Linked DNA regions of Mus musculus: regions 2, 3, 4, 5 and 6 are each linked to region 1. The links are chromatin contacts, called in public HiChIP or PLAC-seq and promoter capture Hi-C maps. All regions are on one chromosome and are shown on one strand. Each heading gives the region's core, a stretch centred on a gene start, on an enhancer-like site or on the middle of the called end of the contact. The rest is flanking DNA. Distances are from core to core; before and after follow the strand shown.

Region 1 (4,712 bases), core at 684-3,183:
ACGTGACAGAACCACTGGCATCAAATGTGCAAACTCAAACTGCTCAGGCCGAAACAAAGGTTAATTGGAAATTCCAAATTCATTACTGCTTATGCGTCAATCCTGGCTTCATCGAAAGCCTGCTAACCTGCCTAAGACTCGGTTCCCTCATCCAGTCCGGGGACCGTTGACATGGTTATTTTAAGTACTGCCTGAGAGGAGCGCTATAACACTCAGCTGACTACTTAATGCACACCTATCGCAACTGAAGCAATTAATTGACTGTCATTCTGAATCCCACACTGGGCTCCCAGTTCACCTCCCAGTCAGATCCCCTGGTTCAGTACAAGGACTTTGTGACGTCCACTTCGATCGGGCAAAGGTCTTTTGGGTTGTGCTTACTTCCTGGATCTCAACTATGTTCCAGGGAGAGATGAGACCTTCAGAGAGCAGAGTCAAAGGGGCGGTGCTACTTTAGATGAGGTGTTATTAATAAACCAGATAGGTGGCGTCTCCATCACCCAGGGCCTTTAGGACTTCTATTTTCTGCTGTCTCTGAAAAAAATTAAATTTGAGTTTACAAAGTTATTTCATTTGGGGACATAGCATTAAGGACAGTATTTTAAGAATATATTTATTTAATCAATCAATTAATTAATGGGTTTTTGGGGAGCAGGGGGTGTTTTTGGAGACAGGACCAGCATGTAGTCCATTCTCATTTTGAATTCCTGAACCTCAGGTTACCACCTCTCGAGTGCTGGGATTACAGGCAAGCACCATCACACTCACCAAGAACTTATCTAAAACTTGTAAGATTCCTAATATTTAACGAAAGGCAGAAGTCCACAGCTATTATGTGAGGAAAGTTCACTCTACTGCCTCTCTGCAATGTAGTTTGAGGGAGGTACAGCGCCAACTCAATGGTGACGTGGAGCAAGGATACTAGCCGAGAACAGAGGCCTCTGTGGTACCCAGCGCTGGCAGTTTAAGAGAACCAGTTATTAGACGGCCACACTCAAGGATGAAAAACTAGCTTGCTTCTCAGAGTAACATGAAAACTATGCCAAGCAACTCACTTAAAAGATCCACATCTCTTTTTATGACGCATGAGATCCCGAACCCCAAGGCTTGAGTTGTAGCCTCATCAACTGTAAGCACAGGCCAGACCTGACACCATCCTGCCCCCACATCCCATCCTCTGCTTGTCCTTGAAGATAACAGAATGAATAGCAGGATGCCCCTCTTCCTCCAGCCAGCCCCACCTTCGCGGGTGGCCTGGCTGCCACGTCAGGCCCAGCTAGTCTGTGGTCCTATCCATCCTCCTCGAGCAAGTCTCCCATTGATTCCTGGGGACTCAGAGGCGCCCCCCAAAAGTCCCATGGAGAGGGACACGCCCACTAGAGCCCCACAGATCCCGTGCTAAACTTTTCAGATGCAGCAGGACGCGGGGGCAGTTACGCCAGCGCTCGCTGAGCCAGGACGGATCAAGTTCGCGAGCGGACCAAGCGCAGAACTGGGGGGCCCAGAGCTGCGACGGACACCCCAGCCCGTGTGCACACTCGGAGGGGTTTCGTTGCCCGCCGAGCAGGCCGAGATGGGTGTGTCTGGCCATCGCAAGCCCGGCACAAAGCCTCCGGAACGACCGAGAGCCGAATGGGTCGGTCGAATGGGCCAAACGCGCGCGCTCCTGCCCCGCGCGCCTCGCCCCGGCGGCCGCTCACCAGCACAGGAGCGCGTCTTCCAGATCTTCAGCAGTAGGATGACGATGGCCGCCAGGTGGGACAGGTCCCCAGTCAGCCGGAAGATGTTCATGGCGGCGGCGGTCGGCGCGGCACAGCGGCACCGGAGCTAGGCAGCGACTCGGGACGCGGCGACAGCAGCCCCGGAGAGAGGAAGCGGCGAAAGATGGCGGGAGCGGGCGCGACGTGGCCAGGGACGTGGCCGAACTGCCGTCGCGCGCGCGGGGCAGCCTGGGAGAGCGGGCGACCGCTGGGGCCACGCCCCCGCCACGCCCCTTAAAGGCCCAGCGTCGGTGAGCAGCCGGACTTTACATCCCGCGTGGACGGTCAACTGAGGACCCAGAGTCCTCCGCAATTTCCGTCTCCAGGGTTTCCGCCTAGGTGCCAGCGATTTCCTTCTCTAAGTTTTTGAAATGCCACTCAGTTGTGAGTATTGTCTTGTTTTTTTTTCCATTCCCTACTAAGATAGCAGAAATACCTATCTCAGAGGCATTGCGAGGGTAGAAAGCAAGATTAAAATTTCTGTGATTAAGAACTCCAGCTTCTCTTGTATAGGACCGAAGTTCGATGCCCAGCTCCTAACCTCGGGGAGCTTACATCACCTTTAACACCAACTCCAGGGAATTCATTGCTTCTGGCCTTTGAGAGCACCTGCACGCCCATGCACACACCCACACACAAACTAACACACACATTTTAAATAATAATAAAAATAAGTCATAAGAAATCTGTCAAAATCTATTAATTTTTATTTAAAATTACATTAAAATTTTGTATTAGGGATGGAGAGCTGGCCCAGTGGATAAGAGCAATTGCTGTTCTTCTAATAGACCTGATTTCGAGTCCCAGCACCCACAACTGCAGACTCACAACAGCCTGGAACTCCAGTTCTATCTGACACCTCTCACCTCTGAGGGTGCCTTCATGTGTGTGCGCGCGCACACACACACACACACACACACACACCCCTGAAACAATAAAAATAAAAATAAAAATTTATTTGTGGACTGTGTGGGCACATCCAGTCAGGCCCAGTTCTCTCCTTCCATCTTGTTGGTTCCTGGGACTAGGCTCAAATCTCCAGGCTTGGTGACAAGCCCCTTTAGCCGCTGAGCAACCCCACCACTTCTTTTTCTTTCCTCTCCCTCCTCTTCCTCTTCTTTCTTTTTGCTTTTATATGTCTGTTCACACGTGTGTGTGCACATGTGTAGGCTGTGAGGCCAGCTATTTCTAGGACCTTCTAGATCCTGTTACACCTTATATATTGAAGCAAGGCATCACACTTGAACCCAGAGCTTGCTGATTTGGCTAGTCTAGCAGGCCAGCTTGCCGAAGGGATCCCCTGTCTCTATCTCCCAGGCTTCAACACAGCCTAGCATTTATGTGGGTGCTGGAGATCTGGGCTGTGTTTCTCGCAGACATGTGTCAGCAATCTTTCTGGATTTACAGTGTTTCTTGTTTGCCATTTAAGAAGAAACTTGGAGGCTTAAATGATGGAGCAGGGTGGGAAGATGGGGCTGAAGCACTAACCCATGCGTCATGGGTTACCTTGGAGATGGCTCAGTTAATAAAGCAGTCACTAGCCATACATGAGGTCTGGAGTTCAATCCCCAGCCCCCGATTAGCCAGCTCCTTACTATTAATGTTAACGACTTAATTTTTAAGTTATTAAATAAATAACTTAAATTAGCAAAGATGTTGGGGCTGGGGCCTTCATGTGCAGCCCTGGCTGCCTGAGCGAGAGAACTATCTGACAGACAGACAGACAGGCTCTACTTACACTAGCACCAGAAGTCCACAGAGAGCTTAAGAAAGCCACATAATGCTGGGCGGTTGTAGCACATGTCTTTAATTCCTGCATTCAGAAGGCAGAGTCAGGTGGATCTCTGAGTTCAAGGCCAGCCTGTTTTATAGACTTGAGTTCTAGTACAGCCAGGGCTACATAGAGAAACCCTATCTCAAAGGGCTGGGGAGATGGGGTGGGGAGATGGCTATTGGACATGTGTGTGTGTGTGTGTGTGTGTGTGTGTGTGTGTGTTTATTCTTGTATTCTCTCCTCCCGTGATGTGGGCCCTGGCTCATTACACTTGGCAACAAGTACCCTTACTCCATTGAGCCATCTTGCTGACCCATGATGGCTGTTAATTGTTCCTATGCCTGATGGTGCAGCCTCAGCAAAAATTGTTTCAAAAGGTGCTGGACCTCTGGTTATCACTTGTTTATGTGACCTCTGGATGACCCTGCAGTTCTTTCCACTAAGGCCTGAGGTACTTGTCTAGTAGCCTACCAAAGCAACCGCTGGTAGAGCAAATGAGGCAGTGCTATGATTGGTGCAAATATTAGCAACATTTGCATGTCAGGTCTGCTGTGATTGGTGGAAATTCCCCCTCCCTGGCAATTTAAGCCGATGGTTGGGTTTATTAAGTGAAACATGGTTCCAGGGCTGGTCTTTGATTTTCTTTTTAAGATTTATTTATATTTTACATGAATGAATGTTTGCCTCGATGTGTTTAAGTGCACACTATGTGTATGCTATGCCCACAGAAGCCAAGAAGCAGGCATTCTGCAGCAGATGCAGCCTGCACATGGGACATGATTTAGCAGAGCTTTGCTTTGGCTACACTGTACCAAGCTGGTGTGTAGAAAAGAGCTGGTCTTTCATTCCTTCTCTTCCCCTTCCCTCCCTTCCTTTTGTTTTGTTTTTGAGACACGTTCTCATTGTGTACCCTTGGCTGGCCTTGAACTTACAGAGTTCAAAGAGATTCACTTGCCTCTGCCTTCTAGGCATACTGGGCTGCCTCCTCCTCCTCCTCTTTCTCCTCATTCTTCTTTGACAAGAAAAAAATTGAGCCGGGCAGTGTTGGCACATGCCTTTAATCCCAGCACTTGGGAGGCAGAGGCAGGCGGATTTCTGAGTTCGAGGCTAGCCTGGTCTACAGAGTGAGTTCCAGGATAGCCAGGGCTACACAGAGAAACCCTGTCTCAAAAAAAAAA
Region 2 (4,712 bases), core at 1,633-4,132, 950 kb before region 1:
GGAAGCCTTAGGCTTGATGTCTGGACAGATTTAAAACTGACCATTCTTGCTCAAGTCATAGCTTTGTGGTTGAGTACCTACCCAGCCAGAATCCCCCTATGAGGGCGTAGGGCACAGCTTAGCAGTAGAACACTTGCCTAGCATAAGCAAGGCCTTGGGTTCTATAAATACAAAACTGGCCATTCTAAAAAGATTTTCAGGAAGCAGGAAGATCGTAAGTAGGAAGTTATTTCCACAAAGTTGAGTTTGATATGCCCAGATAATCAATGCAAAGATTTGCATACACTTGAGAACTTCAATCTCTGATCAAATTCCAACCATGGCGATCTAACTGGGCCATCTGAGATCCTCACTGGCTTTATGACAGCTTGTTAAACTGTCCTCTCTGGCTCGGAACTGGTGCTGCCAAGCTGCGGGCTGTTAAAGGTTAAGCTTCCGCTCTCTTTCCAGCTCCTCGGATGACTGCCTGGCAGTGGAGGGTGAAATGACCTCATTCGTCAGAAGGAAGACACAGAAAGAGGTTCTGAGACAAAAAGGGGATCTGCCAAGGAAAGACAAGGAGTTTTCAAGTTCAAATAAAAGCCAGAAGACACCCTTGGTGAACCCTAATATGTAATGGTAGTAATTATAGAGTCCTGCTTACCACCCCGCATATGACAAGTGAACCCCAGTTGGCACATTTTCTGAGCCAGCTCCTAAAGATCCTTTAAAGACATGGGGAGCGTCTCCCACTGCCTCCAACATAGGGCTGAGGTGTTATTCCCTCCACCATGCAACCCACACCAACCACCATTTGCTTCCCAAGCCAGATATGTTTTATAGCCTGCAAAACGTGATAAGACTGCCCCAGAGTCCAAGTGCTTGTGTCTGTTCTAAGTCCAGAGTCATCCCATACTTTCAGTGTTTCCATCTGGGGCACACAGTGCTTTCTTTGTGTGTATTTCCCAGTGAACTTTATCCTGGAGCAGTTTAGAAGCTTCGTATCCTCCAAGCTCATAAACAAAGCAATCGTACCTGGACAGCTTTTAAAAATAAAGCCTTGCCCACTCCGGCTGAGTTCAAGTCTCAAGCGCTGAGTGTGTTTTCTGCTAGGAGAAGGTTGCTGTGGCCCTGGAGTCTGGGTCACCTCAGTCCTAGGTGTGTACTCTAGGACATGTTCAGAGCTGGGTTGGGTGTGACTGGGTAGACAACAGGAAGCACCAGGAAGGACTAGGGAGACAGCTCAGTAGTTAAGAACACTGGCTGTTCTTCCAGAGGACCTAGGTTTGTTTCCCAGTACCCACATGATGGTCACAACCTTCTGCAACCCAAGTTTCAGGGAATCTGAAGCCCTCTTCTGACCTCTGACATATGCACCAGGCATGTACATATATATGTATCAGTCACAGATGACATACATGCAGTCCAAGTAGCTTACACATAAAATAAAAGTTTTAAATAATGTGCCAGGAGCCACACACCTACATGGCCTCTACAAGATGAAAGAAAGCACAGACATCCTAGACGCCTCAGCCGACCTGGGGGCTGAGGAAATGGGTCAGTTTGTAAAGTGCCTGTGGTGCGAACATTGGGACCTGGGTTCCATCTGCGGAACCCATGTGAAAAGCTACATACAGTAGATATGCTCTTGTACTCCCAGTGCTGGGAATTTGGGAGACAGGTGGATTCATGGGGCTTGTGGAGACTTGATAGCCATCAGTCTATCCTTTTTAGCTACTTCAGTAAGAGACTCTGTCTCCAAGATATATATAGTAGATATCGGCTGAGGAATGACGCCCAAGGTTGACTTCTTGTAACACACACACACACACACACACACACAGAGGAAATTTTTAGACAGTCTTGTGATTTACATAGTTGTAAAGCATGGGATTTTAAACTTATTCTTAATGTTCTGTTATTCCAGTAATCAGATCTTGGCGTTAGTTACTTTTTTTGGCACCCCGGAACTTTCAAAATTGTGGGTGGCTCCATCCATGAGAAACCATGCCCCGTGGACCTTCAATCAGGGAAACCGATTCGTAGGAGGTATGTGGAAGTTACTCAAAGGCAGAGAGCTTAGAGGATTCACCTGCGGAGGATGTGAGCCTCGAGCTTTCAGAGCCAGCACCTTGTGGCGGACACTAGACCAAAGACCTAGAAGCCCAAAGGTCCAGGTCCTGTTCTAAAAGACACCACAGTGTAGGGGCTTGGCTGGAACTCTGGGAGGGCCGGGAGAGGGCGAACAGAGGTATTACCTCCACTGCCAAGCCTTAGGCGAGATGGCCTGGTCCACTGGGTCCAGCCACCTCGCCTTGTACTGCTCCAGCCTCGCCCACCAGGCTGCTCAGCCACGCCCACACGAGGAAGACTCTCCCATTCCCTTGCCTGCCTCAGCTGGGGCTGTCTAAACCACGCCATCCTCGCTTCAGCACCGCCCATCGGTCTGCTAGACCGCGCCCACCGGCTCAACTCTGCGGTGCCACTCTGGCGGACACAGCTAGGGCGACTTCGTTCACTCCGTCCCTTCTTGTTTCGGCCACGCCCATCCGCCATCTAGGCCACGCCCATCAGTCCATTTCAGGTGGGGGGAGTAAGGGCGCGTCCCCTCCCCTTGGCTTCTCCCTCTTGTTGGCCTCTCAGACCCCACCCCCGCTCCACGTCTCAGCTGGGGCCAATCAGTCCGGCGCGCTGGCCGGGCTTCTGCTCCGCTTAGCAAGCCCCTAGGCCACGCCCACCTAGCGCAACAAGTCTCTTCCAGGTTCCCCCGGTTGCCCCAAAAGATCGACCCTCCCACCAGGCTGTCTCCGCGCGAGGCCGCCCCGCCCACTCTAGAGTACTCAGCCTAGGCCCCGCCCACCTCAGGTGGGGCTGCCCCGCCCTCTGGCCGTACGGCCCCGCCCACTCCGCCCGCCTCAGGTGGGGCTGCCCGTCCCTTTGCTCGTCCCAGCCTTGGCAGGCTACGTCTACCTCGCAGCTCCTTACAGACCGAAGCGCCGCAAAGTTTTGACATTTTGGCAGCAGAGACGCGCACTGACTCTCTCCCGCTGACAGCTGTGGCGGCGGCCGACTCTCAAGGACCACTCAGTCTCAAGTCCTAGGCGCTCCCGCCGCCCGGCGGCCACGAGGCCCCGCCGCGTCCTCCCGCGCTCGCCCTCCCGGAGGCTGCAGCCATGTCTCGGGGGCCGGAGGAGGTGAACCGGCTCACGGAGAACACGTACCGGGTAAGTGTGGGACTTTGCGGAGCTCGAGACGGGAGACCGGGGGGATCCGGGACTCTGTGGTTCCAGGCTGAGGGCGGAGGCTGGGAGGCCCGGAGACTTGGGAACTCCAGGGTTCGAGGCCAGGAACGTGAGCCCGGACAAGCAGCTGACCATTGTCGCCAGCGGGGTCGGTCGAGATTCTTTTTCGCTTTTGAGATAAAGTGGGGACTTTACATGATAAGGGCCTCCCCTTCCCCCTTGGACCCTTGGAGACTCCCAGGGACCCCACATTTCCCGTGTTGGGGGAAGGGGATTGGAGACGTGGACGACAATCCGCGGGGTCCCCGAGAGGTTCTTATCCTCCCCCAACTTCTCTTTGTGGTCAGTGACTGCGCTGGTCTGACCGCTGGGGCTAACCCCTCCCCAGATCCAAAAGAGAGAGAGAAAAGAGACAAGCTCGAGTTTCCTCGGAGAAAAGAAAGAATGTAGGGGAGAAACTCCTCCGTAATTAGGAATCCATCGCCAGGTGAGCCTGGCTCCCTCGGCTCAGGGAATTTTCTAGGCTGCCAGGGAATCTGCTCCTGGGAAGACTTGAAACGCCTTCGCCCTCTTGGACTCTTTCATACAGTAGCTTTTAAGTTCGATTTGGCTTTTGATTACTTTTTGTTTAGCGTTTTGACAGTTTTATACATCTATATACAATTATTATGAGCATGTTCGCCCGCAGTTGGACTGTTTCTACGTTCATGATTTGGGGAGGTTATTGGAGTCAGAGAGCACTGAGATTTTAATAAGAATTGACTTAAGCTGACAGAACGTGTGGTGATTGGTCGCTTAACTGGCATGTTATGTGAGAGAATTTTTCCAGAAACAGACATGGGATTAGTGGCCAGTTTAGTAAGTTTAAGTACTTATAAATGAATTCCATTTGAAATGAGATATCCGTTTAATCATCTGCTATTAATAGAATACAAAACAACTTTTGTTTTAATTCCACTTAGGTCCACTGAACCCCTGAGATTTAAAGTTCTCTAAATTTACTTGTAGTCATGATTAAAACCCACTCTTTGGTCATTTCTCTAGATTCTTTTTTCACCCACTCTTTGGTCATTTCTCTAGTTTTTTTTTTTTCACCCCTAAAATTGAGTTTCTAGATTTGCAAGGTCTTAGTTCCTGAAATCAGAATTTATTGAGTTGCTGGAAAATCATTTTAAAGCAGCATGAAAATATTTTCAGAATTCATTGTGGCTCCAAATCATATCCACCCCTCCATGTGTGCACTATAACATTTATTCTAGATAGACAAAGTAGACTGTATTATTATGATTTTGAAGGTTCACAACTGTGACCAAAACCTGTTCCTATTAGTGTGCTTCCTTAATTAAATGATAATTTTTAGAAATGCCAGAAATTTGAATGTTTAAAGCCTTGTATTTGGATTGGCATTGTTCAGACTTAAATGATGTGAAGCCGGTAGAACTGGGGTGTGGGGTGTCGACAGAGTATGGAAGTAAAATGCCCTAGCGTGGG
Region 3 (4,712 bases), core at 1,403-3,902, 850 kb before region 1:
GCCACTGCCCCATCTTCCCCTGACCCTCCTCAGCAGGCCCACAGGGGCTTTCCTAAACAGCCTTCACAGCAGCTACCCAGTGCAGCACCCAGACCCCACCCTCCCACCTTTCTCCCTAGTCTCTCTGGTCACCTCCGAAACTAAGAAACTAAATCCGCAGTAACAAAAACAAACAGCCCAGGCAGTGCACGAGGAACCTGTGCCTGGCAGGCTCTGTACTCACAGCCATGCCACTCACCCTGTGCATGCACATTCCACGGGTGACCTGTGCTCCCTCCGGGGGCACGGCCTCACCTGCCCTGCATCTAGGGACAACCCACAGCCGCTGGAATGCACACACCCGCCTCAGAGACCCAGGACCTTCACGGACACAGGACTGCTGGAGGTGGGGCACGGAAGCCTGGGGGGCCTGAGAGAAGCCCCATCCACTGGGGGTGAGAGAACTGCTTCTTGCAAATGTCTATAAAAGGAACCGGAGTCAGGCTGCTTAACTCCGACTCAGACAGAATGGCAACGTGACAAGCGACACCGGCCTCTTATGCCAAGTCTCACTCAGAGGGAATCACAGACGTGTGACTTGGACAAATTCCTGCCAAGCCACTAGGGAAAGACAGGACAGGGCCCGGCAGGCCACATCTGGAAGGGAGAAAGCTTAGTCACATGAGAAGTGTCCTCTCTTTCAGACCTAACATACCAGGCAGGGGAGGGCTCAGATGTTTACAGGGGAACACCTTTGCCCCAACCCCAAAAACAGACACACTCTTTCCCTAAACCAAAGGCAAAGCTGGCCCCCCTCCTGTGCTGCTCTCCTGGAGAGGGAGCCCCCCCACCCCCCAACATCCTGCATGCCTGCTTTTGTACTGATCAGCCTTGAAAAGCCAGGGGCTAGCAGCAGAGGGCACTGTGAACACACCTGCAGGGATCCAGGTGTGCATAACAGCCTGGGGGGGTGGGGGGGGTGAAGAGTGGTCACTACTTCAAGGATCAGGTACCCTCAAACCTGTCCTCGGAGGACCCAGGTTCCTTAATACTGGACGCCTCCATCCACAGGCTGCAACACAAGAGCCCAAGACCTTCCTGTGAGGGCAGTGGCACAGCCTGACCTTGTCCCAGATTCTACAGGACTGAAGAGCCCATGAGCAGAAGCCACAAGCCTACAAAACAACTCACTTCCCAGGGAAAGTCTCAGAGAAAGTGTTCTCCACCAGCAGCAGTCCAGACTGCAGTGGGACACTCCACAGTCTAGGATTTTGACTGCCTTGGCCCCAGACTATAGCAGCCATACTGCCCTGCTGTCCGTCCCCCCACACCCCAACCCCCAAGTTCAGGGGTCTGGTCCAAGAAGAGCCTCATGGGAACACTCCTGTCCACTGGGGGAGAGGAAAAAAAACAGAAACAAACCCAGCTGACTGTGGTAGGGCCAGGATCTGGTTGCTGGAACAAGCAGACATGAAATCCTAGTGAGCCCCCTGCACTGCTATGCCTCTCCCCACCTTCCTGCCTGCTTGCCACCTACCCCTATGAGACCTCTCCTTAAATCTGAGAGTTCAGCTAATATTTGTCCCATCCTCAGGGCTCTGAGAATTCCCATGCAGGGACTAGCCTCAAGGCCACACAGGAAGTCTCCCACCTCCATACAACTAACCCCCTTCTGTTCCCAGTGGCTCTCTCTCTGCACAGGAGACCCTATACTAATCCCCTTGGCTCAACAAGCTAGGACCACCTCCCAGTCTATGCTCCCTCTTTGGTGTGCCTCAAGCCCTCAGGTGGAAAGCTTGCAGAGAGAGAGGCGGCCAGCAAGACCAAGCTATCAGAGAGCCACCCCATCTACAGCTAGAGGAAGCAGCTGAGTCCCACTCCTCTCCCCTGCACCAGCTCCAAAAGCCAAGTCACTTGGGTCCCTGAAGGAGGACTCTAACTAACTGGCCTTCAGCCTTCTTCCCCCAAGCACATGATCAACCGAGGGTCCAGTGTCTTCCACCCTCAGTCATCTCTTGTGAGGCCACTCGCAAGTTTCCAAAATCATTAACTTCCTTATGGCTCCACTCTGCGCCTCTGACACACACTTTTGAAACGAAAGCTAAGTCCAAACAAGGGTTTCTTAATTCCATCTCAGAGACTTGGAACTTCCCCCTGCCAGACAAAGGCTGAAACCCTGCCCTGCACGAGCTGTACCTGGCCCATCCCCGGGTGAGTGGCCAAGTCCAACTTGGAAGCCGAATCCTCAAAGCCTGCCTAGAATGAGCCTGGCTGCATCTCTCACCTTCCATAAAGTCCCCACAAAGTTTCTGTCAGCTCCAGTTTGAGGGTAAAACAGCCACAACAACAAAACCACTCCAGCCCGGAACAAAGAAGCACGGGGTTTCCTCCTGGGCCAGCTAGTGGCCAGGAGTTGTTAAGCCCTGGTCGTCATTCTGCACCCTCACAGCCTTTGCTCTCTGCTGGCCACTTGGATCTCCTAAGTCCTTTGGCATACTGGCCTGCGGACTCAAGTCCCAATATCTCCTTAGTACTGGACACACTTGCGGAAACTGGAGGAAAAAAACCTAACAAAACAAACCCTGATTCGCTGCGGATCTCCAGTACTAGGGAGGAAAGACCATCAGTCTCCATTGTTAACATTCCTGCGTCCCACGCACTCCGGGTGCCATGCCTCCCAAATGCACTCAACTCCCCACAGAAAAGGGAACCCATCCTTCTGCCGCATAAAGTAAATTCAGAGCCAGGGGTGAGTGACCCCACCTTCTCCCACTGCAGTCCCTCCCCTGCGGGACTTCCCTCTGAGACAGGAGCCGGGCTGTGACCCCACCCCATCCCACCCCCGCTGGCCTTTTGCAAGATTCCGGCACGTGCGTTCTCCGCCGCCACCCCCCACCCCCAGGCTAGAGACTTACCTGCAGACCGGGCAGCCTCCGACCACGACGATGGAGTTGGCAGGATACCGGGTGACCGTTCGACTGTGGATGTTATAGACCCGGGGGTGGCTGGTGGGGATCCCTGTGGGAGCGGAGTGCTGATCAGCCCCGGGCGACTCGGCCCTCCTCCTCTCCTCCCTCCCTCCCCCTTAGCCCCCGTCCTCCCCGCCTCCAACGGGGCTGAGCGCGCCTGCGGGTGGGCTCTAGAAGCCAAGTGTGAACCCTCCGACACTAAGTTCACGGCCACCGGGGCAGGGCCTGGCCGGGCAGGGCGCTCCGGGTAGCAGCTGCCCCCCCGGCAGGCCCGCGCCGGGGACAGCGCGGTGCTTGGCCCGGAGGCCGTTCGGGGACCCCGAAGAGCTGCGGGCCCACCTGTGACGAGGTAGGGGTAGGGCGGCGGCGGGGGCGCGGTGGGGATGGCCCCGTAGCCGTGCGGGCCGCACGCGTAGTCGCCCTGGCCGGCCTCCAGGTTGTAGGCGGGCGGGCGCTCCTGCAACAGGGGCTTGTGGTCCATCGCGGCCCCCGGGGCCGCGCGCCCGCCAGCTCCGGCCCGGCTCGCTTCCTTCGGCCCGGCGGGGATGGCGGCGGTAGCGGCGACGGCGGTGTCCCGGGCAGCTCGGCCCAGTGAGGCGCGCGCCGGGCGGGGCGGGCGCGCCAAGGGTTCCCCGCCCTCCCGCCGGTCACAAGATCGGGGTCACGTGGGCGGGGCGGGGCGGGGCTGTGGGCGGGGTTTGGGCGAGGGCGTCTTAAAGACGCCTCAGCGGCTGCCGCTGGCGGGGTGTTGTCCTCGTTCAGTCCCGCCCCACAATGGATCTTGGACTTCCAGAGAAGTTCTGACTCCCGGCCACGGCCGGAGACCCAACAAGATCCTGGCCTCCTTTAGCTTTTGCTTTTTTTCTAAAAATAATAATAATAATGTTTGTTACAATTATTTGGGGGGAGGGTGTGTTTATATGAGTGGGCACGCATTTGGAAGCCAGAGAATAAATAACTTTCGAGAGTGGGTTCCTGCTTTCCACCATATGGGTCCTGAGATAGATTGGTTGACAGATTCTGCAGCAGGCGCCTCCACCGTTTTTCTGTGTTTGTTTGTTTGTTTTGGACCTAGGCTCATGTAGCCCAAGCTGGCCTGGAACTCTTAACCCTCTCACCTTTACCTCCTAAACTATGGACTTCGTTGCCCCTCCACGCCCAAATCCTCCCCTTGCCCAACCCAGCACCCGGGTCACCACCCACAGGGAGGGACCAGGCGAGCCCCTCCCAATCACTGCCCACACATCCTTGGGTGTAGGAAGGAAAACAACTGAGTACGCTCACCCACTGAAGCCTACTCAACTGCTGAGCCTTCCTCCTCCTCCTCTTTTGATTAATTTTCGCTTTCAGGGGCTGTGGCCACTAATTAGAAATAACTGCCCTGCTTGGGAGAACCCTAAACTCTAAGCACCTGCGGCGCTTCCTTCAGGTTCTCCAACTTTTTTTTAGCAGCCTGACCGCAAACTTGCTGAGTGTACAGCATGGCGATGTGGCTCCCTAGGAGAGGACCATGGTCTGACACAGGCCCATGCAGTCTCTGCATAGCTACTGCCATGCCGCTAGCCCAAGTATCGCCTGGCATGAGTTTACCTAACACACGTGAAGCCGTGGGTTCCGGCACGTGACTCTCACCCCAGTGCTTGGGAAATGATTCAAGAGAATCAGGTCCACTACTACACAGCAAGTTCAAGGCCAGCCTCAGCTACATGAGACCATGTCTCCAAAAACCAAGCAAGGAAAAAGAAATGTTGGAACAGTGAGAAT
Region 4 (4,712 bases), core at 624-3,123, 770 kb after region 1:
AAAATGACACAAGTCTTGTTTTTAAATACTAACTTCATAACCTAGTGGGTTCAGGGCTGAGGGAGGGGTGTCTCAAAATAAGTAAGTAATATTAGAATTTCCTAGTGATCCTCAAACCCTGATGGTTCAGAGGCCAAATCACTACTGGTTAGAAATGCTTTCCTCCCACCTGCATGGAGCCTGCTTACTCACTAGGCAAATTGCAACAGGTTGTCCCTGTAGCCTTTGTTGTGCTGGCTTTAGGACACGACACAATTTTTAGCAGCCTGAACGTGTGAGAGGTACACACCTGCCAGTGTGCATACACTTGTGTGGAGGTCAGTTGTTTAGGCCAGGTGTCTCCCTCTTTATTTACCAAAGTAGGGTCTCTTCCCTGAACCCCAGAGCTCACTGACCCTGCTCATCTAACTAGCCAGGGATCTGCTGGGATTATAGACAGCTGCCTAGCTTTTCTATGGGTGCTGGGATCCCAACTCTGGGCCTCAGAGTTGTGTGACAAGTGCTTTATCCACTGAACCAGCTCTCCAGTGCCCAGGTCCACTATTACTTCTGGACTCAGTGTCTTTAGCATTCTGTTCTAATGTAGAAAAGACCCAGTGTGTTACAACGGAAAGAACACCAGGAGAGCAACCTCAGGGGATGAGAACCCAAGCCTGCCCCATCCCACTATTAGCCAACTTTAAGATCCTGACAGACTCTAGCCCTTTCTGAACTTCACAGTCTCATTTGTGGCTGGTCCCAATTTCAGGACAGCACCTCCTTCTTGAGCTCGTCTAAAGGTCCAACTGAGCACCTGTTGCACCTCCCTCCACACAGGTACTTGCCATTCTCCAATCTAACTTTTAAGTGAGGAAAAACAAAAGCCTCAGTCCCTGCCTTGCTAATGCTATTGTGCCAGTAGCGACCAACTACTTAGTGTGATGCCAAGTGACCCATTCCTCCTCCTCTTACATCACTTCCTCTTACTCACTTCCCAAGATGGCTCTTCTCCCTTCCAGTCCCATAACTCATCCATCCTTCATCAGAAACCTCATCTATTACCTACCTTCCAGGTATGCCAACGAGGCAGCCTTGAAGAACCAGATGGGGAACTACAGGAGTTCAGTCCGGTAAAACAGTGGACCGGTACGAAGGTTCTTTTTTACCCCAGGAATAGCCCACCTCACCCCCTTTTGAAGCTCCCAGACCCCTTGAGGATAAAGTCTCAGATCGAAGGCCTGGATTACTACTGCCGTTTGGTCCTTTTTTGGAGGAGACCAAAGTTACTTGCCAGAAAGGTCGGCAGAGAAGAAATAAGCAAACAGAAAAAGAAAAGCCATGAAAAGCGACAGAAGCAGTGAGGATACAGATGTATAGAAAGGGGGAGGCGGGCGATGCCCAGGATGGCCGCAAAACCGAGTCCGGGTGACAGGCGCAAACCGGCGTGCACAGTTCCTTCCTAACTTTGCGAAAGGCCAGGTCTCAGGACAGGTGGATGGGGGCACCCCGAGTTCCATCACCTCCCCCGGCCCAGGAGGCAGCAGCGCTCGAGCGGCCGCGCGGGCTCAGCACGCCCCCCGCCCATACCCCTCAACCTGACCAGCCCTGGTCTCTGCCCCGGCCCCGCGTCCGCGCCCGGCCTTACGTGTTATCCTGGTTGAAGTTGGCGAACAGCAGCTGGCCGGCGCCGGCCTCTCCGCTCTGGCTCGCCAGGTTCATGGCTGCGAGCGCGCGACGGCCTCGGACCCCCCTTGGCGGGAGCGCGCGCAGCTCGACTCGGGCGGCCCGCGGGAGCACGCTACACTCAGGATCGACGTCCGGTCCGGCAGGTCGCCCCGCTCGCCGCCTCTCGCTGCGCGGGGACCAACTGCCGCCTCATCCCGTCCCCACTCTTGTTTATGCTCCAGAGCCGGGACGGGCTGCGCGCTTGCGCGGTCCCGCCCACCCTCGCGTCGCACGGCGGCGTTCCGCGCAGGCCCGCTGCGTAGGCCCCGCCTCTTCGCCGCAGGCATCCGCGGGTGTTTCCGGTCGACTGCGCATGCATAAAGGTGCGCTGGTGGGTGCGCCTGCGCGTGGCGGAGAGTGGGCGGGGGCTTGCTGTCTGAGAACGGCGAGTTACCTCGTTGGTCCTGAGTCGTTGATCATTGTTCTAGGAACTTTGGCGCACCGCGTTGCTCGAAGAGAATGTCGCACGTCCGTTTTGCAGATTTGAAAAGCGAGGCGCAGAACTGCAAACGATTTGCCAAATGTTGGGTCTGAGACTGGAAAGGCGCGTGCGGTCACGGTCCTTGGGACAGGATTCTACTTTAAATGTATTGGTCCGTGCAACAGTCTATGGGAAGCACCTTTCTCTCCTTCCCGCTGCTTCCCTTCTTTCCTTTCTCTTCTTCCCTTCAAGGAGATAGAAATGTTCTGGTGGCGAAGGTCCTGGAGAAGAGAGAGACTTGTTCTGTGCTGTTAGAACTGAACCTCTAGGCAAGAGGCTGGTAGTTCCCAAGAGCAGTGTGCTGTCCTTGAGGACAGTTAAGCGGGGAGCAAAGTCGAACTTTGTTAGTACAGCCAGAGGGGCAAAGATGGCAAAGTTGTTGAGGAAAAGATGGCGCACACTTTCCCACCCTTCCTGTTTCGTGTTTTTGTTTTGTTTGTTGTCTTTGGATCGGGGCTCATCTATCTTAGGCTAGCTTTGGACTCTGTAGCTGAGGTTGACCTTGAATTCCCGGTCTTCCTGCCTTTACCTCTTAAAAGATTATGGAGCTGCACCACCACGCTTGTTTAAAGTAGCCTTTAAAATGGTTTGCTTTAGCCTTTGGAGACCTTGGCTCTTCTGGAACTCACCATCTTAATCTTCAATGCATAGAAATATACTGCCCTCGGCCATCTGCCCTCCGTCCTCTGCCCTCTGGTGCTGGAATTAAATGTGCTACGATTCCCAGCTTTTCTTTTTTTTTTTTTTAATGAATTCTTTAAGAATTTCATGCAAAGCATTTTGATCATATTCAACCTCACCACCACCCAGATCCACTCTTCTTCCCTACCCACCCAACTTTATGTCTTTTTTTTTTTCAGTCTTTCTTTTTTAAACCCACCAATTCCATTTTGTGTTGCCTATATAGTTTTGGATATGGTCTTCCACTGGAAGACCTATCGGAGATCATACATACCCTTGAAGGAAATTGATTCCCCGTTCCCAGCAGCTACCAGTTAACAACAGCTTAGCTAGGTGTGAGGCTTCATGCCCATCTCTCTTATACATACATCTTGCCTGGCTTAGCTTGCACAGGTCTGGTATATTCCACTGTGAGTTCATGTGTGTAGCTGCCCTGCTAGTCCAGAAAACACCATTTCCTTGACAGTATCCAGTGCCTCTGGCTCTTATAGTCTTTCAGACTCTTCTACAGTGGTCCTTGATCACTGGGAGGAGGGGTGTGGTATCTGTGGCTCACTTTTGGCTAGTTGTGGGCCTCTGTGTCAATAACCATCTTCTGCAAATAGAAGCTTTTCTGATGAGAGCTGAGAGATGCATTTCTCTATGGATGTAACAATAAGGGGTCACTTAAATACTATGTCTATTCAGCAGACTAGTGGTGGTAGGGCCTCCCCTAAGGTCTGTGTCCCACCTGCCCACAGGTTCTCGGCCTTGACAATGGTTCTGGATATGGGTTTCATTTTGTGGACCAGGCCTTAAATCCAATTACTATTATTGGCACAAGGAAAGACTTTCTGAACAGGACCCCAGTAACTTAGGCATTAAGACTAACAATTAATAAACGGAATCTCAGGAGACTAACAAACTTCTTTACCACAAGGACATCATCATTTGAGTGAAGAGGAAGCCTTCAGAACTGGTAAACAACGTTTAGAAGCTATACACCTGGCAGAGGGTTACTATCAAGAATATACAAAGACTGAAGAAAAAATATCAGGAAATAACCCAATTTAAAAATGGGGCATGGAGATCCAAGTGCTGGTGCATGGGTTTAATCCCAGCACTCAGAAGGCAGAGGCAGGAGGATCTCTGAGTTAGAGGCCAGCCTGGTCTACAGAGTGAGTTCCAGGACAGCCAGGGCTACACAGAGAAACCTTATCTTGAAAAAAAATCACCCCCCTCCCTAATGGGACATAGACCTGAACATGAAGTCCCTAAAAGATGAAGCAGAACCAGTCAGGAAACATTCTTTTAAAAGTTCAACATCCTTAGCCATCAGGGAAATGCAAATTAAAGCTTTGAGATTTTCCTTTTACCCTCAGTCAGAACTGAGGCTAAGATTTTCCCCCACACGGATGTGGGGGGAAAGGCACATTTACTTGCTGCTGGTGGGAGTTGCCAATGGCACAACCACCGTGAAAATCAGCATGAGGTTTCCTCAAAAAGCTGGAAATAGATCAACTCCATACCTCACCTCTCCCACTCCTGAGCATGCACCCCAGGACCAGCTCTCACTACAGAGATCCCCACTCATCTGTGTCCGATGCTGTTCTATTCCTAATAGACAGGAAGAGAAACTGCCTAGATGCCCATCAGCTAAAGAACGGATAATGAGAATGTGGTGTGTTTACACAATGGATCGTAATCAACTGGTAAGAAAAAGTGAAATGTGGCTCACAGGTCAATGGATGGAGCCAGAAATAATCATTCGAAAGGAAGTCACCCAGACCCCAAAGACAAACACCCCAGGTTTTCTCCCATTTGTGGATGTTAGCTTAGAGTCTCTAGGCGTGTGTATTTCATTTGG
Region 5 (4,712 bases), core at 1,151-3,650, 610 kb before region 1:
AAACAAAACAAAACCCAAAGCTATAACAAATAACAAGCCCCAGGCAAACAAACAATCCCAAATACTCTTCATATATATTCTTCAAACTTGGTTTTAGGAAATTAATTTCACAGTCTTTATTTAGGAGGAGGAATAATTGAAACAAGCAATCAGGGACCAGGGAGCTGGCTAACTGGGTAAAAGCGTTTGCTGTGCAGTTAGAGGCAGGAGAATCTCGGAGAGCTTGTGAGAGACTAGCCTGCTGTACGCATCAGGAAAACAATGGAGATCCTCCTCAGATGAGATGGAAGAAGGTTGTCCTCTGACCTCCATACACATACTGTGGCATGGACACTTACTGATACACTCTCACACACACTTGCATGTCTTGTATAAATTTGTTTCTCACATTTCTCCTCAGTTTTGACTTTCTTGTAGTTTTCTGGACTGAGGGAAAACTTTAAATGTAGCAACTCCAGGACCAACACAGGAAGACTCTAGCCAGTCTATCAGCCAGAGGAGTCACCATGAATACAAAGAGCTTTGTTTTCATGCTAGACTTGACTATTTCCACCAGCTCTGCAAATGACCAACAAAATATGTTCTCAGCATGGAGTGGAATATTGTGACTTTAAAATGAAGGTCTAGATTGCAATATGTTTTCCATAACTGAAAAACTAAGTCTCTTTTTATTTTCGTCTTGCTTGTTTATAAAATAAGGCTGCAACACTGGCTTTAATTTGAACTATTTTTTTTTTAAATCTAACTACAGTCTTAGCTTGTAGCTTGGTGAAGTAGTTTGGGATTAAATGGACTTGACACTAAAGCCAGCTTTGTGGGTGGCTTAATGGTTGAGTCTGGTGGTGCACATTGGAAATCCCAGAATTTGGAAGTCAAAACATCAGGATCAGGAATTCAAGGCCATTCCTGACTACATATCGATCCTGAAGCCAGGCTATGTGAGACCCTGATTTATTTGCTTATAGGAACAACAAAACTGTTTTTGAGACAGGGACTCATTCTGTAGCTCAGACTATCTTATAGCTGGTAATGCACCTGTTTCAACACCCTGAGCGCCTGTGCCCCCATGCCTAGAGAACCTATAGATTTTCAAAATAGTTCTTTCTGTATCAAAATGAAAATGAAGCACGTATGGGAAACACTTGTCGATTTGCATGCTTACATAGTTCTGTGTAGCAACTACAGTTTAGTGTTGCGTAAACGACTGCTCACGAATCCAATTTCAAGCAAAAACCTACCCCGTATCTCTTCTGTAACGGCTAGGGTATAGGATTACCTCACAAACACTTTAGAAGACAGATGAAATCTGAATCGACAGGATATTTTCCACTAGGCCTGTTGATTTATTCACTGAGAAGACTATAGATTTACAGGTTTTCACTTGTTCCAAGAAAATCAGCTTTGTTGGTGATAGGGTAGATTAAAAAAAAAAGGATTGATTTATTTTATACGTATATGTGTGCTTGCATGAATTTATGTGTGCCACATTTGAGCAAGTGCCCACAGAGGCCAAAAGAGGCATCAGATGCCCTGCAGCTGGAGTTATTGGCCATTATGAGCTGGAACTAAATCCAGGTCCTTAGTGAAAGCAGCCAGTGCTCTTAATTGTAGAACCATCTCTCCAGTTCTGTGGCAAGGTAAATTTGGACATTTTTGCTTTTGCTTATAGTCCATTGCTTATAATTGATGTAAGTAAAAGTGCTATATATTCGAGGTTGACCTTGACTTATGATCCTCCTGCCTCCACCACACCAGGGCGTGCCAGCCACACCCAGTTTATGTGGTGCTGAAGGGGAGAAGCAATTTCAACAAGTTGTCCTCTGACCTTCATACACGTGCCAGGACATCCCCCTCCCTGGAGGACAAATAAATAAATGTAAAACAACAACAACAACAACAACAACAACAACAACAACAAAACCAAAAACCAACCAACAACAGATGTAAACTGGCTACCTTCAAGAAAAATGTGTTCCCCTAAACGTTTTTTCACACTTAAAAAATACCGTATCCATGACGCCTTTAATGCCAGCACCCAGGAGGCTGAGGCATGAGGATCTCTGTGAGTTAGAGGCCAACCTGGTGTACATAGTGAACCCCTATCCAAACAAACAAACAAACAAACAAACAAAAGAAAAGAAACAACACCCCCCCCACCCCAATCCATTGTTACATTTCTCTTGAAATTCGTGGTCTTCGCCTTTAGCCATGACAGCCAGCTGAGAGCTGATATAATTGAAAACACTCCAGCCCAATAAACACGAGGGAACTGGTTCCACACGGACCTATCAGAGAGGGACTGGGCACTGCAGGTTTTTCTTCTGGGTCAGTTTCGAGCTCTTCCGGGCCGCCGGCTAGCGAGGCGGAAGTGCGGTGTTCCCTAAGGCTGCTGCCTCGGAGCGGGCGGAGGGGAGCCTCCCGAAACGGGGGCCGGGCCGGGATGGCGGCAGCCGCGGCCGGGCCGGGTGCTTGGGCGGCCCAGGAGAAGCAGTTCCCGCCAGCGCTGCTGAGCTTCTTCATCTACAACCCCCGTTTCGGGCCGCGCGAGGGAGAGGTAAGCCGAAGGGGCCGCGAGCCTGCTCCGTGCCCGGCCCCTGATGCCGCAGCCCGTCCTGGCAACGGAGGTCCCAGGTTAATCCCTCCGCCCGGCTTGAAAGTCTTTCCCATCGCGTCAGGTCTGGGCAATTAAGATCGAACTTGACTCCTCTCTTGGAATCTTCGATTGCAAAGGTGGAGCCAGATTGGTAGGACAGAGCTCCCAAAAGAGGGAAAATGAAACAAAACTAAAAACTTGGAGGCGCTTCACAAAGTTAATTTTTTCTTTTTTCTTGTTTTCCCCAAAATTGATGTTTTGTTTTCTGGAAATGTTACTGTTACTTTATTTTTCCTTCCGGCTAACTAAAATCTCATTGTGTTTTAACACATTTCTATCCACTAAACTGTTTGGTTGATATCTATGCTGGTTCCAGCTTGTGGCTAATGTCATTAATGTAGCAATAAAGATTTATGTGCAAGCATTTCTGTGATGGTAGGAGTTAAGAGTGCTTTAGGTGTATATTCAGGTATCATAGTCGAACTCTAGTAGAATCATTCTATCTAGGGTAAACATTAGAATGAAATAGTTTTTCACTGTGTCTAGGATAAACGTTGGAAAAAAATGGAACGCTTCACGAATTTGAGTGTCATCCTTGCACAGGGGCCATGCTAATCTCTGTATCATTCCAATTTTAGTATATGTGCTGCCGAAGGGAGCACCCAAAATCGAAGTTATAAGCGTTTTTTTTTACTCCGAGTTGACAGTGGCAACTTCCTCAAAACATGCCTAGAACTGTGTTTTGTTGCAAGCAGATCAAAGCCCTATTTAGGGGCTGGTGAGATGGCTCAGTGGGTAAGAGCACCCGACTGCTCTTCTGAAGGTCCGAAGTTCAAATCCCAGCAACCACATGGTGGCTCACAACCACCCGTAATGAGATCTGATGCCCTCTTCTGGTGTGTCTGAAGACAGCTACAGTGTACTTACATATAATAAATAAATAAATAAATAAATAAATAAATAAGTACTTACATATAATAAATAAATAAATAAATAAATAAATAAATCTTAAAAAAAAAAAGCCCTATTTAGAGGCTGTCAGCCCAAGTGCTCCCGAACCAACTTGGTGCAATTGTGGATCCTGTATTCTTGTACACGCGCACACCTGCATCTTCCTTGTGAGGGTTTCTGACACATGGGAAGAAATCTGAGACTTTCATCTTGTCCTACTGATGAGATGTGATTTGGTGAATATCACAATTACCTCTTACACTGATGGCTTGCAGTAGTTACAAAATCACAATGAATTTTGTTTTTTGGAGGTGCTTTTTGTTTTTTGTTTTTTCCCATCAATACAGGGTTTCTCTGTGTAGCCCTGGCTGTCCTGGAACTCACTCTGTAGACCAGGCTGGCCTCCAACTCAGAGACTCTCCTATCTCTGCCTCCAGAGTGCTGGGATTCGTGACGTGTGCCACCAGACCCAACCATTCCTGGTTTTCTAAAGACATTTTTAGGTGTTGTCCTTAGCCTCTATGATCGGAGAGTTGGATGTTAAACTCAACACTTTCAGAGTTAAGATGAATAAATCCTGACATTAATGCTGTGTTTCTGTTTTCTTTCTGTGTTAGGAAGAAAATAAAATTCTGTTTTACCATCCAAATGAAGTAGAAAAGAATGAAAAAATTAGAAATGTTGGATTATGTGAAGCAATTGTACAGTTTACAAGGTAATAGTTTACATATATTTTTTGTTTGTAAAGACTGGTGAATTCTTTCAATTTACACCATATTTAAACCATGTTTTTAAAACTTTTTTCCCACTAGGACTTTTAGCCCATCGAAACCTGCAAAATCTTTACACACACAGAAGAACAGACAGTTCTTCAATGAACCAGAAGAAAATTTCTGGATGGTTATGGTATTTATATACTCAGTAACAGTTCACAGTAACAGCTCTGGGGCTCTTATTCTTAGGAAACACTGAAATTGGTTGCAATTTCAAAATCAAAATGGTTATTAAGATTGGGGCTAAATTTTAAGAAACGTTCTGGCCAGGCAATGGTGATGCATACCTTTGATTCCAGCACTCAGGAGGCAGAGGTAAGTGGATCTCTATGACTTCCAGGCCAGCCTGGTCTGCAGAGCCAACTCCAGGACAGCCAGGGGTAGACTGAGAAACC
Region 6 (4,712 bases), core at 810-3,309, 590 kb before region 1:
ACTGTGGCTTTCACTGAGGCTGTGCAAAGTCTTACACGCACAGAGCTGCAGTCTCGTGGCCAGCACTGTACACAGCGCACACTCATTCCCAGCACTGGAGATAGAAGAAGTGTTAGTCTCCTAACCCAGGGTCAGAGAGTGTTTTCTGCAACAGGACAGGTGGTGAATAAGTTGGACTTCATGGACAGTGGACTGTTATTTACAAGGACTCACATGTAGGGGAAACACTTTTTGGTTAAGAAGTAGACTTCGTCTCCTTGGAAAATTCTATCTTATTAGATATCACATGTTATTATTGTTTGAAACATTGGTTACAGCTTACTGAGAGTCTAGATTTGAGTGTCTAGCCACTGAAGATCAAAGCCTTTATATAGTCATTTAGTTCCATGTATTTATTGTGTGTGTGTCTAGGTCAGAGAATGGTTTGCGAGAGTCGAGTCGAGTCTCTCCCTCCATCATGTGGGCCCTGGGTTCTGACTCAGGTCATCAGGCTTGGTGCTACTTGGCTTTCTCTTTGGAGTCACCGTGCCACCCCTGCCATTCCGTTTTAGTTTGTGCATTTTCTGTTCGTGGGTCTCTTGAGTTTTGGTTTTGACTATGAATTGAGATTGCCATTCTGCACTCTCACCCGTGCCTGTGTGCTTGGGATAACTGTTCTTTCAGTGGTCGTCATCTCAATGTCATGTCTGCACAGGTCTGAAAAGGAGCCCCAGTTTAAGTTCATCTACTTCAACCACATGAATTTAGCAGAGAAAAGTACAATTCACATGAGGAAAACGCCCAGTGTGTCACTCACATCCGTCCACCCAGATCTAATGAAGATATTAGGGGACATCAACAGTGACTTTACCAGGTAATCCCAGCGACTTCTCAAAGCGGATGTTGCCTTTCTGAGAATAGATTTAAAGGAGTTATACGTATGTATATTTATATTTATCTTATTTGTTTGTTTACATGGGATTCACTGTATAACCTAGTAGTACTTAAACTCAAGATCTCTCTGCCTCAGCCTTCTCAGGGCTGGGATTATAGACATATGCCTGCATGCCTAGCTAAATAATTACCTTTAAACCAAGTGACCCAGAGCCCTTGAGAAGAGACTGCTTCCACATCACACAAGGTTGCCTTTCATACGTGACTACTTAACTATTTATAACTACAACTTAGTGTCGTTTCTTTCTTTCTTTTTAAGATTTATTTACTTTATGTATATGAGTACACAGTAGCTGTACAGATGGTTGTGAGCCACCATGTGGTTGCTGGGAATTAAACTTGGCTTCTGCTTGCTCCAGCCCTAAGATTTATTTATTGTTATATGTAAGTACACTGTAGCTGTCTTCAGACACTCCAGAAGAGGGCGTCAGATCTCATTACAGATGGTTGTGAGCCACCATGTGGTTGCTGAGAATTGAACTCAGTACCTTCGGAAGAGCAGTCAGTGCTCTTAACCACTGAGCCATCTCTCCAGCCCCTTAGTACCATTTCTTGTTTTGAATTCTTTTTCTCTTCCCAGTCTAGCTGTGTACATAAAAGCATCCCACTCTGAAACTTTGTTACAGAGCAGATGAAGATGAAGAAATCATTGTGAAGGCCATGAGCGACTACTGGGTTGTTGGGAAGAAGTCTGACCAGCGGGAGCTGTACGTGATTCTCAGTCAGAAGAATGCGAACCTGATCGAGGTCAATGGTAAGGGGGCCTGGGACCTCAGGAGAACTTTAACCACGGATACTTCAAATAATCTTTCCCTGGGTTAAGAAACTATAGAAGCTGCACATTGTGGTCATACCTATAATTCCAGCTGAGGCAGGAGGATCAGGAGTTTACGTCCATCCTCAGCTACAGAGTGAGTTTGAACTCAGCCTGGACTACAGGAGACCCTATCTCAAAAAAAAGTAAATATGGCCTGAGAAGTGGCCTAGTGGGTACAGGAGCGTGCTGCCAAGCTTGGTGACACACAGAATGTCCTCAGACCTCATGCATGCATACTGTATCCCTCCATACACACACGTGCACACACAAGGAAATAGGAAGTTCTTTAAAAGGGAAGTAACTTGGTGAGCTGCAGCAGTGGCTCCGGGTTAAGACGTTGGCTTAGTTCCAGCTCCCACACAGTGGCCCGCAGGCAGCCGTAGCCCCGTTCTCACGGATCCAATACCTCGTCTGTCCTCTGACAGCATCGGGCACACGTGGTGATAGACATACATGCTGACAAAAGATAGTCACATAAAATAAACATTAGAAAGCAAAAAAACAGGGACTGCAGAGACAGCTCCAGAGGCTCAGGGTCTCTGCTGCTCTTACAGGGACTCAAGTTTGGTCTACACATGGGGCAGCTCATAACTGCCCCAGAAATCAAACAAACAGAAGCTCCTGGCCTTGGATCCCAGCTTTTCAAGAGGCAAGAGGATGAGAACTTCAAAGTCTGCCTGGGCTATTAATGGAGTCTCTACCTTGAATAAATGGTGGGGGGGAAATGAGATGGGTGTCAGGGGTCTGTGAGGGATGTAGCCCACTGCTACACCCGCCGAGCATGAGTGAGGGCCTAACTCAGCCTCCAGTGCAAACAGAAACCAGAACACAACTCCTAAGATCCAAGCAGATGCTTCTATTCTGTGTATTTCGGGTTTAAAGAAAACTTTATTTCATGCATATGGGTATTTTACCAGCATTTATGTCTGTGTCCCACCCACTTGTGCCTGGTCCCTGAGGAAGCCAGAAGGAGCTGCAGTTACTGACAGTTGTAGGCTGTCCTGTGGGTGCCGAGAACCAAATGGGGTCTTCTGTAAGAATAGCAGGTGCTCCTAGCCACTGAGCTGTGTCTCCAGTCCCCCATTAAATGCTTTTATTTCTCCTGTGGGGTGGGAAACTTAACAGTGCCTAAAAGAAAAGTGTTTTCTAAAGTGCTACAAAAAGAAAAATCAGCAAACAAGGCATGGCTGCCCACTGTACAAATGTCCTTTTATAGCTGCCCACTGTACAAATGTCCTTTTATAGCTGCCCACTGTACAAATGTCCTTTTATAGATCCTGTGATGAGAACCCTCCAGGCTGCCAGGTTCACAGGGCACTTCCAGCTGTCACCATCTGCACATGGGCAGAAGAATGCAGTTTTTTTCTGCCTTCCCATCAGGGCGGGGTTGGTCTCCTTTCTGGACAGTGTGATCTAGCAGCTGCTTTATGGGTCTTAATGAATGTTGTCCTGGAGAAAAGATCGCATTGTCCTCATGGGATTGGGCTTCGCCACTGCTCTCTGTGGCATGACACTAACGGCAGGCAGGGGACAAATCCTACCAAGCTCATCATAAGTGACATAGAGGATCTTAACATCTGTTCTTTTGTTGGTTTGTTTTGGGCTTTTGTTTTGTGTTTTTGAGACAAGAGCTTCCATCTGGCTGGCCTGAAAGTTGCTATGTAGGCCAGTCCAACCTTGAACTTACAGCCATTGTCCCACGGTTTCCTAACGTTGTGATTACAGGCAGCCTCACTGTGCCCAGCATTAGGACATTTCAGGTCTTCATTTGCATTAGTATTTGGGTGCATGCAGAGATAAAATGGGAGTTTAAAGGGGTGGGCATGGAGCTCAGTGGTATAGCATTTGCCTGGCATACTCAAGGCCCTGGGCTCTCTACTTAGCACCACAGAAATTAAAATAGGTGGATTTGATGGATCAACTAATCCAAGGTGATTATCTCTGGAAAACCCTTGATCGACATCTCAAGACTGTGGCCAGGGTTTTTGTACATCCATCCCGTCAGCTTCTCAGGAGCATTGCACTTCTAGTGCTGACCCACGAGGATCTCAGGCTCTCCGCAAACCAGTTCTTTTAGAACCAAAACAGTGGTACCCTAGTGTGTTGGGAAACATGGAGGTCTCAGGAGTTTGTGAGCTGTTTCTCTGACTGCCTTCTCTGTTGGTTATTACTGCGTCCTCTTCTTAAGAGAAAGTCAAAATTAATGCAGACATTTACTTATTTCCTACCTTTATCCCCATAGAACTGAAGGCACTGATCATAGCATGCAGCCCTCAAGGGCAGAAGCTATGCTCCTTGACACACTGTTTTCTGTTCTTTCTGCAGAAGAGGTGAAGAAACTGTGTGCCACGCAGTTCAACAACATCTTCTTCTTGGATTGACTCCACTGGCTCAGCAGAACATCTTTAAAAACCTCAACAACCTTTGTGTTTACCATTACAACTTACTGGTCATGCTAGTGACTGGGTTAGGGACACAGTAAAGCAATACCTGCTTGGAAAACCACATTTCTACTTGGTCTGATGATTCCCTGAGGTTTCTAGATGTTAAATATTTATGTGAAATTAATTAAATGTAGTCAGCTGAATACCATTCCATTCTGCTGACATTGTATGGGTATTTTACTGGGAAATAAGACTAATAAATTGTTAAAGTTTTTAAAAATACTGGTTTCCTGTTGAGTCCTGTGTTGCTGGCTGTTTTGACTGCACTGGCCAGTAGGGCTCATAACTCCAGGTCAGGGGCCAGGCCAGGCCAGGCTCAGAGGACTTGGATCCAGTTCTCACCGCCTTCGTCAGGCTACTCACAGTCTCCTGTAGCCCAGGCCAGGTTCTAAGGCAGTGGTTCTCCAGCTGCCTAATGCCGGGATACTGTGCTCACCCCCAGCCAGAGCAGGATTTTATTGCTACTGTTACATGAACCATACTGTAAATATCTGATATGCAGCCCCTGAGGAAGGCTG

Evidence for each region. Promoter capture Hi-C pulls out the DNA fragments that hold promoters and counts their contacts. HiChIP or PLAC-seq counts read pairs in DNA pulled down with a chosen protein or histone mark. Capture Hi-C pulls out chosen DNA fragments and counts their contacts.
Region 2: a contact with region 1 is called in a promoter capture Hi-C map of hippocampal neurons, with 2.1 times the contacts expected there. The contact joins the promoter of Baiap2l1 here to the promoter of Kdelr2 in region 1. A contact is called at or near these places in 3 of 39 promoter capture datasets (hippocampal neurons, liver and pre-B cells).
Region 3: a promoter capture Hi-C map of liver shows a contact between it and region 1, with 2.6 times the contacts expected there. The contact joins the promoter of 2900089D17Rik here to the promoter of Kdelr2 in region 1. A contact is called at or near these places in 2 of 39 promoter capture datasets (both in liver) and 1 of 9 other capture datasets (liver).
Region 4: a promoter capture Hi-C map of adipose tissue shows a contact between it and region 1. The contact joins the promoter of Wipi2 here to the promoter of Kdelr2 in region 1. A contact is called at or near these places in 1 of 39 promoter capture datasets (liver) and 2 of 9 other capture datasets (adipose tissue and liver).
Region 5: a contact with region 1 is called in a promoter capture Hi-C map of erythroid cells, with 4 times the contacts expected there. The contact joins the promoter of Ccz1 here to the promoter of Kdelr2 in region 1. A contact is called at or near these places in 1 of 39 promoter capture datasets (erythroid cells), 2 of 115 datasets of contacts at active chromatin or transcription factors (the SCID.adh cell line and memory CD8 T cells) and 3 of 9 other capture datasets (adipose tissue, embryonic stem cells and liver).
Region 6: an H3K27ac HiChIP or PLAC-seq map of microglia shows a contact between it and region 1, with 4 times the contacts expected there. The contact joins the enhancer-like site here to the promoter of Kdelr2 in region 1. A contact is called at or near these places in 8 of 39 promoter capture datasets (the 3T3-L1 cell line, 3T3-L1-derived adipocytes, the C10 cell line and 5 more), 1 of 484 Hi-C or Micro-C datasets (bone marrow-derived macrophages), 4 of 115 datasets of contacts at active chromatin or transcription factors (the SCID.adh cell line, embryonic stem cells, fetal liver and 1 more) and 1 of 9 other capture datasets (embryonic stem cells).

What each region holds. Positions count from the first base shown.
Region 1 is chr5:143,401,041-143,405,752 of GRCm38.p6, reverse strand. Kdelr2 (KDEL (Lys-Asp-Glu-Leu) endoplasmic reticulum protein retention receptor 2) reads right to left here and starts at 1,933. Exons shown (of 5, transcript NM_025841.4): 1 at 1,701-1,933. The coding sequence starts at 1,791. It overlaps Gm20635 (a long non-coding RNA gene), which reads left to right and starts at 2,011. Exons shown (of 3, transcript XR_868670.2): 1 at 2,011-2,144.
Region 2 is chr5:144,356,282-144,360,993 of GRCm38.p6, reverse strand. It overlaps Baiap2l1 (BAI1-associated protein 2-like 1), which reads left to right and starts at 2,882. Exons shown (of 14, transcript NM_025833.3): 1 at 2,882-3,203. The coding sequence starts at 3,153. Dmrt1i (Dmrt1 interacting ncRNA) reads right to left here and starts at 3,071. Exons shown (of 2, transcript NR_102374.1): 1 at 2,950-3,071; 2 at 1-541.
Region 3 is chr5:144,254,095-144,258,806 of GRCm38.p6, reverse strand. 2900089D17Rik (a long non-coding RNA gene) reads left to right here and starts at 2,652. Exons shown (of 3, transcript XR_868683.3): 1 at 2,652-2,728. Bri3 (brain protein I3) reads right to left here and starts at 3,582. Exons shown (of 3, transcript NM_018772.4): 1 at 3,288-3,582; 2 at 2,895-2,997. The coding sequence starts at 3,429. Gm38675 (a long non-coding RNA gene) reads right to left here and starts at 326. Exons shown (of 2, transcript XR_868679.3): 1 at 239-326.
Region 4 is chr5:142,626,745-142,631,456 of GRCm38.p6, reverse strand. It overlaps Wipi2 (WD repeat domain, phosphoinositide interacting 2), which reads right to left and starts at 1,873. Exons shown (of 12, transcript NM_178398.4): 1 at 1,625-1,873. The coding sequence starts at 1,698.
Region 5 is chr5:144,012,541-144,017,252 of GRCm38.p6, reverse strand. It overlaps Ccz1 (CCZ1 vacuolar protein trafficking and biogenesis associated), which reads left to right and starts at 2,400. Exons shown (of 15, transcript NM_177682.3): 1 at 2,400-2,554; 2 at 4,162-4,259; 3 at 4,357-4,450. The coding sequence starts at 2,441. Gm24311 (a small nuclear RNA gene) reads right to left here and starts at 3,255; the gene lies at 3,152-3,255. It overlaps Gm33427 (a long non-coding RNA gene), which reads right to left and starts at 2,094. Exons shown (of 2, transcript XR_377194.2): 1 at 1,277-2,094; 2 at 92-558.
Region 6 is chr5:143,987,613-143,992,324 of GRCm38.p6, reverse strand. Ccz1 (CCZ1 vacuolar protein trafficking and biogenesis associated) reads left to right here. Exons shown (of 15, transcript NM_177682.3): 13 at 695-853; 14 at 1,560-1,687; 15 at 4,076-4,416. The coding sequence ends at 4,131. Among named protein-coding and RNA genes, the nearest start is that of Gm17135, 9.0 kb to the right of the region's middle. Within about 2 kb of position 2,059, at least 53 of the 459 cell types and tissues checked have an H3K27ac peak or open chromatin away from gene starts, as enhancers often do. A contact at or near this core is called in bone marrow-derived macrophages and microglia, where this site is marked.